2 separate regions of the Mus musculus genome follow, and region 1 is linked to region 2. The links are chromatin contacts, called in public HiChIP or PLAC-seq maps. All regions are on one chromosome and are shown on one strand. The core of a region is the stretch at or near the end of the contact, and the rest is flanking DNA. Distances in the headings are between cores, read along the strand shown. Region 1 has its middle 38 kb from the start of Gm20110. Region 2 overlaps Poc1b (POC1 centriolar protein B).

The links. HiChIP or PLAC-seq counts read pairs in DNA pulled down with a chosen protein or histone mark.
Region 1: an H3K27ac HiChIP or PLAC-seq map of oligodendrocyte precursor cells shows a contact between it and region 2, with 7 times the contacts expected there. The contact joins two enhancer-like sites. A contact is called at or near these places in 10 of 39 promoter capture datasets (the C10 cell line, the HPC-7 cell line, cranial neural crest and 7 more), 1 of 15 datasets of contacts at CTCF or cohesin (the NIH/3T3 cell line), 1 of 484 Hi-C or Micro-C datasets (bone marrow-derived macrophages), 5 of 115 datasets of contacts at active chromatin or transcription factors (bone marrow-derived macrophages, microglia, oligodendrocyte precursor cells and 2 more) and 3 of 9 other capture datasets (adipose tissue, embryonic stem cells and liver).

Annotation. Positions count from the first base shown.
Region 1 is chr10:99,568,447-99,572,914 of GRCm38.p6, forward strand. No RefSeq gene overlaps it. Among named protein-coding and RNA genes, the nearest start is that of Gm20110, 38 kb to the right of the region's middle. Within about 2 kb of position 1,920, at least 24 of the 459 cell types and tissues checked have an H3K27ac peak or open chromatin away from gene starts, as enhancers often do. A contact at or near this core is called in oligodendrocyte precursor cells, where this site is marked.
Region 2 is chr10:99,134,161-99,138,529 of GRCm38.p6, forward strand. The region is part of intron 4 of Poc1b (POC1 centriolar protein B); the gene reads left to right. Among named protein-coding and RNA genes, the nearest start is that of Galnt4, 28 kb to the left of the region's middle. Within about 2 kb of position 2,636, at least 16 of the 459 cell types and tissues checked have an H3K27ac peak or open chromatin away from gene starts, as enhancers often do. A contact at or near this core is called in oligodendrocyte precursor cells, where this site is marked.

The sequences.
Region 1 (4,468 bases), core at 670-3,169, 430 kb after region 2:
ACTTGAGTAATGGCTGAAACTTCTAAGATGGAAGAGAAGGGAGAGGAAACAGCATAAGCCAGAGTTCAGATGCAAAATGGAGCTAGGAAGCTAGCAAGAGAGACACGTCAAGAACCGGAATCTGTCACAGAGCCAGCAACAGAAAGCAGGCACGGAGCCAGCCTTGAAGGAAGCTGCCGTTATCTCAGAGTGGGCAGTGTTGTACTCTTGACATAACTCCAGGCATTGCTGAGATGATCTAACCTGATGCTGCTCATTCTGTGTCACTCTTCAGGCCTCTCCATGACATAAACGTGATGCTGCTTCCTTCTTTGGTCACATATAATTGGCAAATGTTTACTCTCTGCCATCATTCCAAGCACTAAAGAGCTTCCCAGGATCTGCATTCAAAAAACAAGTCAAAACCAAACCAAACCTATTGTTGAATGTCCCATTCATAAAGAAACCATCTACTATGAACCAGACACTGTCCCTCTGTGCTCATGAAGTCAACCAGCATGTCTTTATTGTGCCCATGCTGAGCAGGATCTGGGCTTAGTCTCTTGCCAAAAATTAGGTGTTTCACTTAAAAACAAAACAAAACAAAAACCCAACCAACCAACGAAACAAACAAACAAAAACAAAGATTGAGAAATTACTTTTTCTTTGACATCAAGAAATGCCAAGTGAGTTTTTTAGGCTTTGTTAAAAAAATGATGAAGTTTGGAACTTTCCAGACAGCGAATGTAGGTGTTAAGTGGGTTTTCAACCAGTATTTGAGTCATTACATTTATCACGCAGTTATTATAAGTTATTATTTTTGTCTTTTAAAGTTGAATATTTGGAATAGAGGAACACTGCCTTTGCTTTTCAAAATGTTTTTGTATTGCTGAAAATAGAAATAATGAAGGAGGAAAAAAAAAACCTCAAAAAAGAAGGAATCATGCTTTCAGTAAATCAGGAAATGGTTATTTTATAATTCAAACATAACTGGACGCATTTGTTCTCATGATGCATAGGTGGGGGCATTCAGCTCAGCTAGTGGGCACATTCTCATATTCAAATCCAGCTCTATAAAGCCTCCTTCTAGCAAGCCCTTCAGCTATCTTAAGCTTATCTTATCTTTATAGCCTCATTCACTAGAGCCATGATATCCATTGATGCAGTGGTTAGGGGGCAGATCCTCAGTGTTCTCACAGTATTGCTATATGTAATAAATATTCATAAAAGCTGCACAACACAGGTCCTATGTGCATGCTTGCTGATAGTAGCTATCATAAAAACGATTTAAGAAAAACACCTTTATTAAAAAAAAAAAAGGTTTCTTGAAAGATTGTTTAGGGGTGGTACACGTCACAATGCCCCTGTGGAAGTCAGAGAACAGGCTGCAATATTCATTTCTCTTCTTTTTAGGCTAGAATGTAGGTCACCAAGCTTGGCCAAGAAAGTGGTGTTTTTTTCTGTTTGTTTGTTTTTTTTTCCTCCCCCTGAGACACTTACGAGTCCTAAGATATTTTTCTTTTCCAGGAATTATTTAGGATGCGTGGACCAACCGTCCTTGCATTAATTATAAAGATGAACTTTGGTTCATTTGTCCTTGGTGTTGGTTTTAAAAGGAAAGGGTCCTAGCTTCTATCTAGTTGTGCATCTTTGAGGGAGGGTGATGTATTTAACTTCCCAGCTCTGACCTCATGTTTATGAAATTTGCACGCATGGTGTGAAATGACCTTTGCGTTTTTGAGCTCTTGGGCAGAGTTTCCCACCTCCTTGCAGGGTGAGGAATCTAGACAGCTGCTTGCTGGCATAAGGTAAAGTTGTAGATAGTAGCAGCTCCTTCCTACCTTTAGCCAGAAGCCCTTCCAGCAGACACCAAAGACTCCCGGGCATTTTGCTGCACTCTGGCTTTTCAAGGATCTATTGGCACATTCTCTTCCTGCTTGGTAATTAAGACCAGCTGTCTCCATTTGAAAGGAAGGAATCCCTTTAAAGTCCTCTCCATCCTCTCTACAATGTGCTACTGAAACATGCTAATTAGTAACTGGACTTAGGACAACACAGACATGTGTTTCCTGTGAGACTGGAGAAGGAAGAGGAGGAGGAGGAGGCATAGGAACATCTGCGTAGTTGCATATGTGTGTATGTTTTTCTAATTTTCAAAATGACATTTTGAAGGAGAATCTTTCTACTTCAGTGTGATCAGTAACCAGGATGGAAGGCTCCGGAGGTGGGGGTAGGGCAATGAATTAACTTCTCCGGCTTGGTTTGTCAAGCTCACTACTTAAGCTCTTTGGTATCCCTCTTCCATCCATAATGCAGGCTTCCCTACCTCATCAAATTAGCATCCTTACTCTCACCTCCTTGCTTTTCACAGTCCTATCAGGAATCACTGGACTTCAGAGATTAAAAAAAAAGTTCTCTTTTCTTTGAAGACCCCATTCTGTAGTAAACTGATAGCCAAGTGGCTTTGCAACAGTTAGCACACTGGGGGATTTGACAAGAAGTCACAATGTTGAAAGGTGGCATTGTGTGAAGTGTCTTTAGCTAAAAATGGGGAAGACACCACTTTCCCAGCATAAACTGTGCTCTCTTACAAATAACTTGTAGCATCAGTTCATGGTTTTAAACTTGCCAGCAATCACCGCTTGGAGGCAAGAACTACTCAGGACACTGGAGGGGAAGCGGGCTCACTGGTTCATTTTACAGGGAAGAACTTGGGGGTTGACTTAAGTGGATATGGAAAGCTGGGGGTTGGGGAGGCTGCAGGTTGGTGCTTGGGAAAAGAGTGGGCTGCATCTTCTACCTCCAAGATCATTCTCCTGGGGCAGTTGGGCCAAGAGCCTGCCCCAGAATTTCTGCTACTTGTCTCGGCTATGCCTCTGGACATCTCAGAGGCTGCTCCTGTAATGTTCTGCATCTCTGTTGATCTCATCATCGTGCTTCATCGACTCATAGTTTCAAGTCTTACTGTGGGAGTCTGATAGATGACAATCCATATGACCTGACTCTACTGTAGGATGGGAAAAGACCTATTGTTTATGGAAGGTATTGTTTATAGAGGGTACAGATGAAGTTTTGGCTACTGTTCCCTGCCACTCCTCCACAACAAACTATACAAAGTCGTAATAATATAGTTTCCCATGAAGTAATTATATTGTTTTTTAGTGAGAAAATGTGATCAATAGCTACCATAGAGCTGTATGCTATAGCTCTACATTACAAATGTGGAATACTGTTTGTCCAATGTCAATCACTTATGAGTAGATAAAGCCTTGCAGGGTACATCAACAGACAGCCCACCATTGATAACTGTACACCTGGCCACAAGCCTTCCTCTTAGTGGCCAGCTAACATCTGGGAGTCATCTGCTGACCCCTCCAGTGAGTTACACAACTCAGAGACGGGGGGTGGGGGGGGGTTGTCAAGCCTCATTCCAAATATGCTGGGTGTCTTGTGCAAGGACCTACCTGAGCTTTCTGGTAACCTGTTCTGATAGGCTCATTTTACCTGCTCCTTTTTCCTGCCCTGCTACTGATGTCCCTAGATTCCTGGCTCAGCTTGGATTTCATTTTTCTCCCAAGAGAAAGCTGGTTGAGAGTGACAGAATTGCTGGTTTCCCCTTAGATGTTGGCTCTTCTATCTGCAACATGCCTTTCTCCTTGGACTCTTGGATTCTTATTACTATAACAGACATTTTCATATTCTCTCTCTCTCTCTCTCTCTCTCTCTCTCTCTCTCTCTCTCTCTCTCTCTCCCCCCCCCCCCCCAGTAACTCTAGATAGAAGCAAATGGAATGAGAGAGAAAAAAATGTGTGTGTGGTATTTCTTTGGCGAGCAGAGCAGATTGGTTCTCCAACCCCAGCATCTGCTCTTCAGCTGGGACTCCTTTCTGGTCTTCATTACTCTGACAATCAAACTCAACCTGCCGGCTAGCAATTCGCATAGGTGCGCCTGTGCTCTTCTGAACGCCATGTTCTTTTTCTCTGCTTCAAATTTTACCTTCCAGCTTTTTTTTGTTTACCTTTAATCTCCCCAACAAATAGTTACAAATCCCCTTCTATCTAGTCCTAAACATTTGCAAAGCCCAGAGCTTGGGAATAAATAAAGACCACACCTCATATTTCTAAATTCTTAAAGTGTATCCATGAGGCTAACAGAGAAGGCACAAGAGAAGGGGGTGGGTCAGAGAAGGATTACAGATGACAGAAATAAGGCAGATTAATGCAAAAGAGATACAGCTTGCTTGAAATGAGGTGTACTGCACTCCTGAGTTTATAATAAAATACGTAACCTCTATTTTTGATTAAAACCCAAGCCACCTGTAAAATGCTTCCTAAAGCTAACTTTAGAGTCGAGATTCGTAGACTCTAGAGTTTAGTATCAGAGTGTCAGAACCTAGGAGAGTATAGAGAATACTCACCAGCCTTAGCTTTCTACCCCATCTCTGTACAGCCCCTCAAAAGGATTTGCATGTGGGTCTGTGGGTATTGAA
Region 2 (4,369 bases), core at 1,386-3,885:
TGAATGCAATGAAGGTAGTAACGGTCATCTATTTAATGTATTTTATGTACTGGACTACCAAAGGTCATTTTATTTCTAAGTAGTTATACCTGCAATTTTTGCATTTTTTAATCTTGTTTTGTTTTGAAACGGTTCTCACTATGTGCCCAGATTGGCCTTAAATTCACGCTCGTCCTGCCTCAGCCTACCTGGTGCTGAGATTGTAAGGATGGGTCATCGTGCACAGCTGGAATCTCTCCTTGCCAGTTTCAGATCACGCTGTACATGCTAGTGAGTGGTCCTGTGATTAGCCGAGCGCCCTGCCAAGGTATTTATTTCCTTATTACGTTGATTTCACTTATTTCCTGCTCTCCTTTCAGCTGAATATTGCTTGTCTCCCACATTTCTTCCCTCCTTTATTGACATTTTGGATTTACTCTGTTATTTTTGTGTTCCTTGGTAATATCTAGAAGTTGATTATACATCCTTTTTTTTTTTTTTCTTCAAGACAGGGTTTCTCTGAGTAACCCTGGTTGTCCTGGAACTCACTCTGTAGACCAGGTTGGCCTTGAACTCAGAAATCTGCCTGCCTCTGCCTCCCAAGTGTGGGATTAAAGGCGTGCACCACCGCTGCCTAGCCCTGATTATGCATCCTTAACACCATCTATTATATATAACATTTTATTTTACAACATTTTAGACAAAATGTTAGAACTTACTAAGTATATCCCCATTCCCCCACCTTTTGACAATTTTACTTGTTCACATGGTAAAAACCTGGGTTGTTCAGCAGCTGGTTTTCTCTGAAAGTAAGTAAGAAAAAGTGCTTCTACATTTTGTGTCTGTATTTCCAGTTCCAGCATAATTTACTTATTTGAATAGATCCCAGTTTCCATCTGCTGTCATTTCTTGAGCTTGAAAAATGTCATTTATCATGTCCCATATTGCCATTCTCCTGGTTGTGACTCCCCTCGCTTTTCGTTCCACGTTTATAAAGGATGCTTATTCAGAGATATATAATCACAGCTTTTGAAGTATCTCTTGCTACAGCTCCTTCTTTAGGTTAAGAAAAAAAAAACTCTCTTCTATGATTTTGTTGAAAATATTTTCTTCTCTTTCCTCTATTCCCATTTTTTGTAGATTTTGTCTTTTCATAATGTCCCCAATTTCCTAGTTATTTTTCGTAGTTGTTATTTTTTTTAGATTTAATGTTTTCTTTGGCCGGGATATCCATTTCTTCTTCTTATGTTCAATGACTGACATTCTCTCTTCCATTTCTCATTGTGAGAGAGGCTTGCCTCTGAGGTTTCTGCTCACGTTCTTAAATTTTTCATTTACAGTCTTTGCTCCGTTTGAGTTTTCTTTATTGATTCTGTTTCTACCTGCAAGGCAAACTAGTTTCTTCATTTGACTTTTCATAGATTTCTCTATTTCTTGCTTAAGGACCTCTAATGGTTTTTTTTCAGGGCCTACTGTAGCAGAGCTGCTGGGCTTCAGTGGAGACATATTGTCCTGGCTATTATTGATTGTTTTTAGGCTGGCTTCTAGGCATCTGGATTTGAGATGGTTGTAATTCTACATGCTGACTTATTGACTTGTCCTATTGGGTGGATGTTAAGCTCTTTAGTTTCTGTTGTCCTTTCTAATTTTTAGGAGACTGTGATAGCTGTAGATTGCCTGGTATGAAATGCGTCAGAGATCCTTTCAAGTATGGCCACTGGGCTTGCTTCTGAATAGAATGGCTTCCTGGTATTGGGCGCTGACACCTACAGACTAGGGTGGGCTAGAAGGGAGGGTCTAGGAGAGTTCCACTAGAGGGAAGAAAGCAGAGCGTATCACCAGAATCTGCTTAGCCCCCTGGGAATGGGGCAGAGAGAGAGGGGAGGCTCCAGCTGGTGGTCTGCTACAGAGCTGTGGATGCGAGTGAGCTGAGTTTAGAGGAGAGGCAGGATGCCTGCCTGCCTGCCTTGTGGGTGTGCCTGCTTTTGGCGAGGGAGGAGTGGTGACCGGCTCTTGGGTTCCATGGAGAGCTACGTAAGGTAGAGGCTGAGATTAAGGAAGGGGCTGGTGAGGGAAGCTGTAGGACAAGATCCAAGTGATCTGCTGGAGAGAGGACAGAGAGGAAGGCCACAGCAGGTGACTTGCTACAGAGCTGGGGGTGAAACTGGGGCATTAGACTATAAGGAAAGAAGAGGAGAGAAGGCCTGAGTGAAGATCACCGTTCCCCAGCCCCCAGTTGTTTTATAAAATGAGGTAAAAATAAAAGTTATGAGTACAGCATCAGGACAGCTTGTGAAGAAGAGCAAGGCCCTAAGAGAAGCTGCTGCAGTGCCAGGAAGATCTCACTAATGCAGATGAAGAGGCAGACAGTCCTGGGGACTTCCAGTCAGCAAGCAGTACGTCAGACTTGGCCCACAGCCAGTGTAAAGCCACCGGACATTTTGAGGGGGAAAGTGACCTGCTTTGATTTAAATTTCAAGTTCATTTCTGTTCCTGGTGGACTGGGAGAGAGTAAAGTGCCAGGTGCAGCTGGAGAAGGTTCAAGGACAAGGAAAGACGGGGAAAGACTGGAAATCAACCATGGGACAGATGACTCGGGGAGGGACATGGTGCAGAGTTCAGTGTTGGAAGTGCTTTCTGGGTGCTCAGAGCGGATGCCCTGACAACCGCTATATTTATAATAAGGATCCCGGGATCAGGAATGTTAGTGGTAGAGCAGCGTGACAATTACTTACTGTTTGATGCCACATGTAATCTCTTTATACCAGCTTCACTTGGCTTCTGTTTCTCAATAGTTGCAGGGATGAATTCTACTAGCATCGTCAACAGATGGCTTATCTTCTTACCACTTAAGGAAACATAAATGTTTTCTTTGTTCCCCTGGCCTTCACCCTCAGAATGTAAGCCTAAAACCTATGAAAGAGAAATCTGACATTAGTAGTTAGTAATGAATACATGAGAGCTTTAGATCTCATTGTAATCTAAACTCATTACACCAAGAGAAAACTGGATCCCATGTGTAGTGAATTTCATGGGGTTACATAGCTGGGGTGGGGGCTGAGGGGTGGTGTGTTAGAGTGTCAGAGGGGAAAACATGAAATTGGCCTTGGAATCAGGCCTACAGTAGGCATTTCATTATTTTGGGTGTCTTCTTTCTGCCATACCTACTAGGGACATGTTGCTCATCAATCAAGAAGCAGTACTCCACATTGTTCGTAGAGCACCAAATGCTGAAAGTGTGGTTTTATTTAATAAAATAAAAAAACAAAAACAAACAAACAAACAAAAACATGGACTAATAAACAGTCAAAGGAGAGCCATGGCTCTAACTCAGTGTTCACATACTTGCCCAGCATGCATTGCATCTCCACCCCCCACTGAAATAACAAAATAATCCAGAGGAAAACAACACTTGAGTATGAACTCGGACATACAACTTTATATAGGTCAAAAACTCCATATATTCCAAATTACAGGGCTCTTGTTATTTAATTGGGGATACTCGCAAAGACCGGTAAGGCAGTTTTTCTTGAAAAAAACTTTTTAAATGTCTTCATTATTTCGGTGTGCCAGTGATCCTTAAGGGAATCAACAGTAATTTGGGGTGGACTTGTCAAGTGTTGCTCAGAGAATCCATTAGTCACCACTGACTAATTCCTGGAGTCTTAAAAGGTGGTTGGGTAGAACTAAATTGAGAATCAGCAGTCTGTTAGTTTTCAATATAAACCTTAGATACTCCTAACATTTTAAAAATTAACAGTCCTGCTAGATATTGTTTGAACCTTGACAAGAAACGTCTTAACTTCTCCTCATGAAGTCAAGACAAAGAGGAACCTGTCTTTTGGGTGCTAACTTTTTTTTTATGTATCTAATTAATGTACAGATCAACATACTCACATCCAACCTCTTAGAGGAATCAGAGTGAGGGGGCAGGGGAGAGAGCCTCCTTCCCCAACGCTCCTGCATCCTAGCCTCCGCCTCCCCTTCCTGCTAACCTGAGGTGCACAGCCCCTTCCTAGCTTTAGTACCAGGAAGTTATTCCCAGGACGGAGCCTCCTGCTTAGGGTGAGTTTTGGCTCCTGAAGAGAGCCTGCTTTTCCTTCCTGACACGTCTCGTTAAACCCCATTTCTTCCCTGCTTCTGGTGACACAATTTTGTTGTTCTTGTTGCTAAATATATATATATATATATATATATATATATATATATATATATATATATTCTTTATGCCAGTATCTATAGTTGCATTGTTTGTGAAAGCTTTGGGAGAGAATTCTTATCTCACCCCTAACTGCATGCCTGCTGTCGGAACAGCCCAGAGCTGTGTGCTAGCAGGAGCTCTGTCAATCTCTGAGTGATTGGCCTCCTTATGAAGTATCACAAGGAAAGC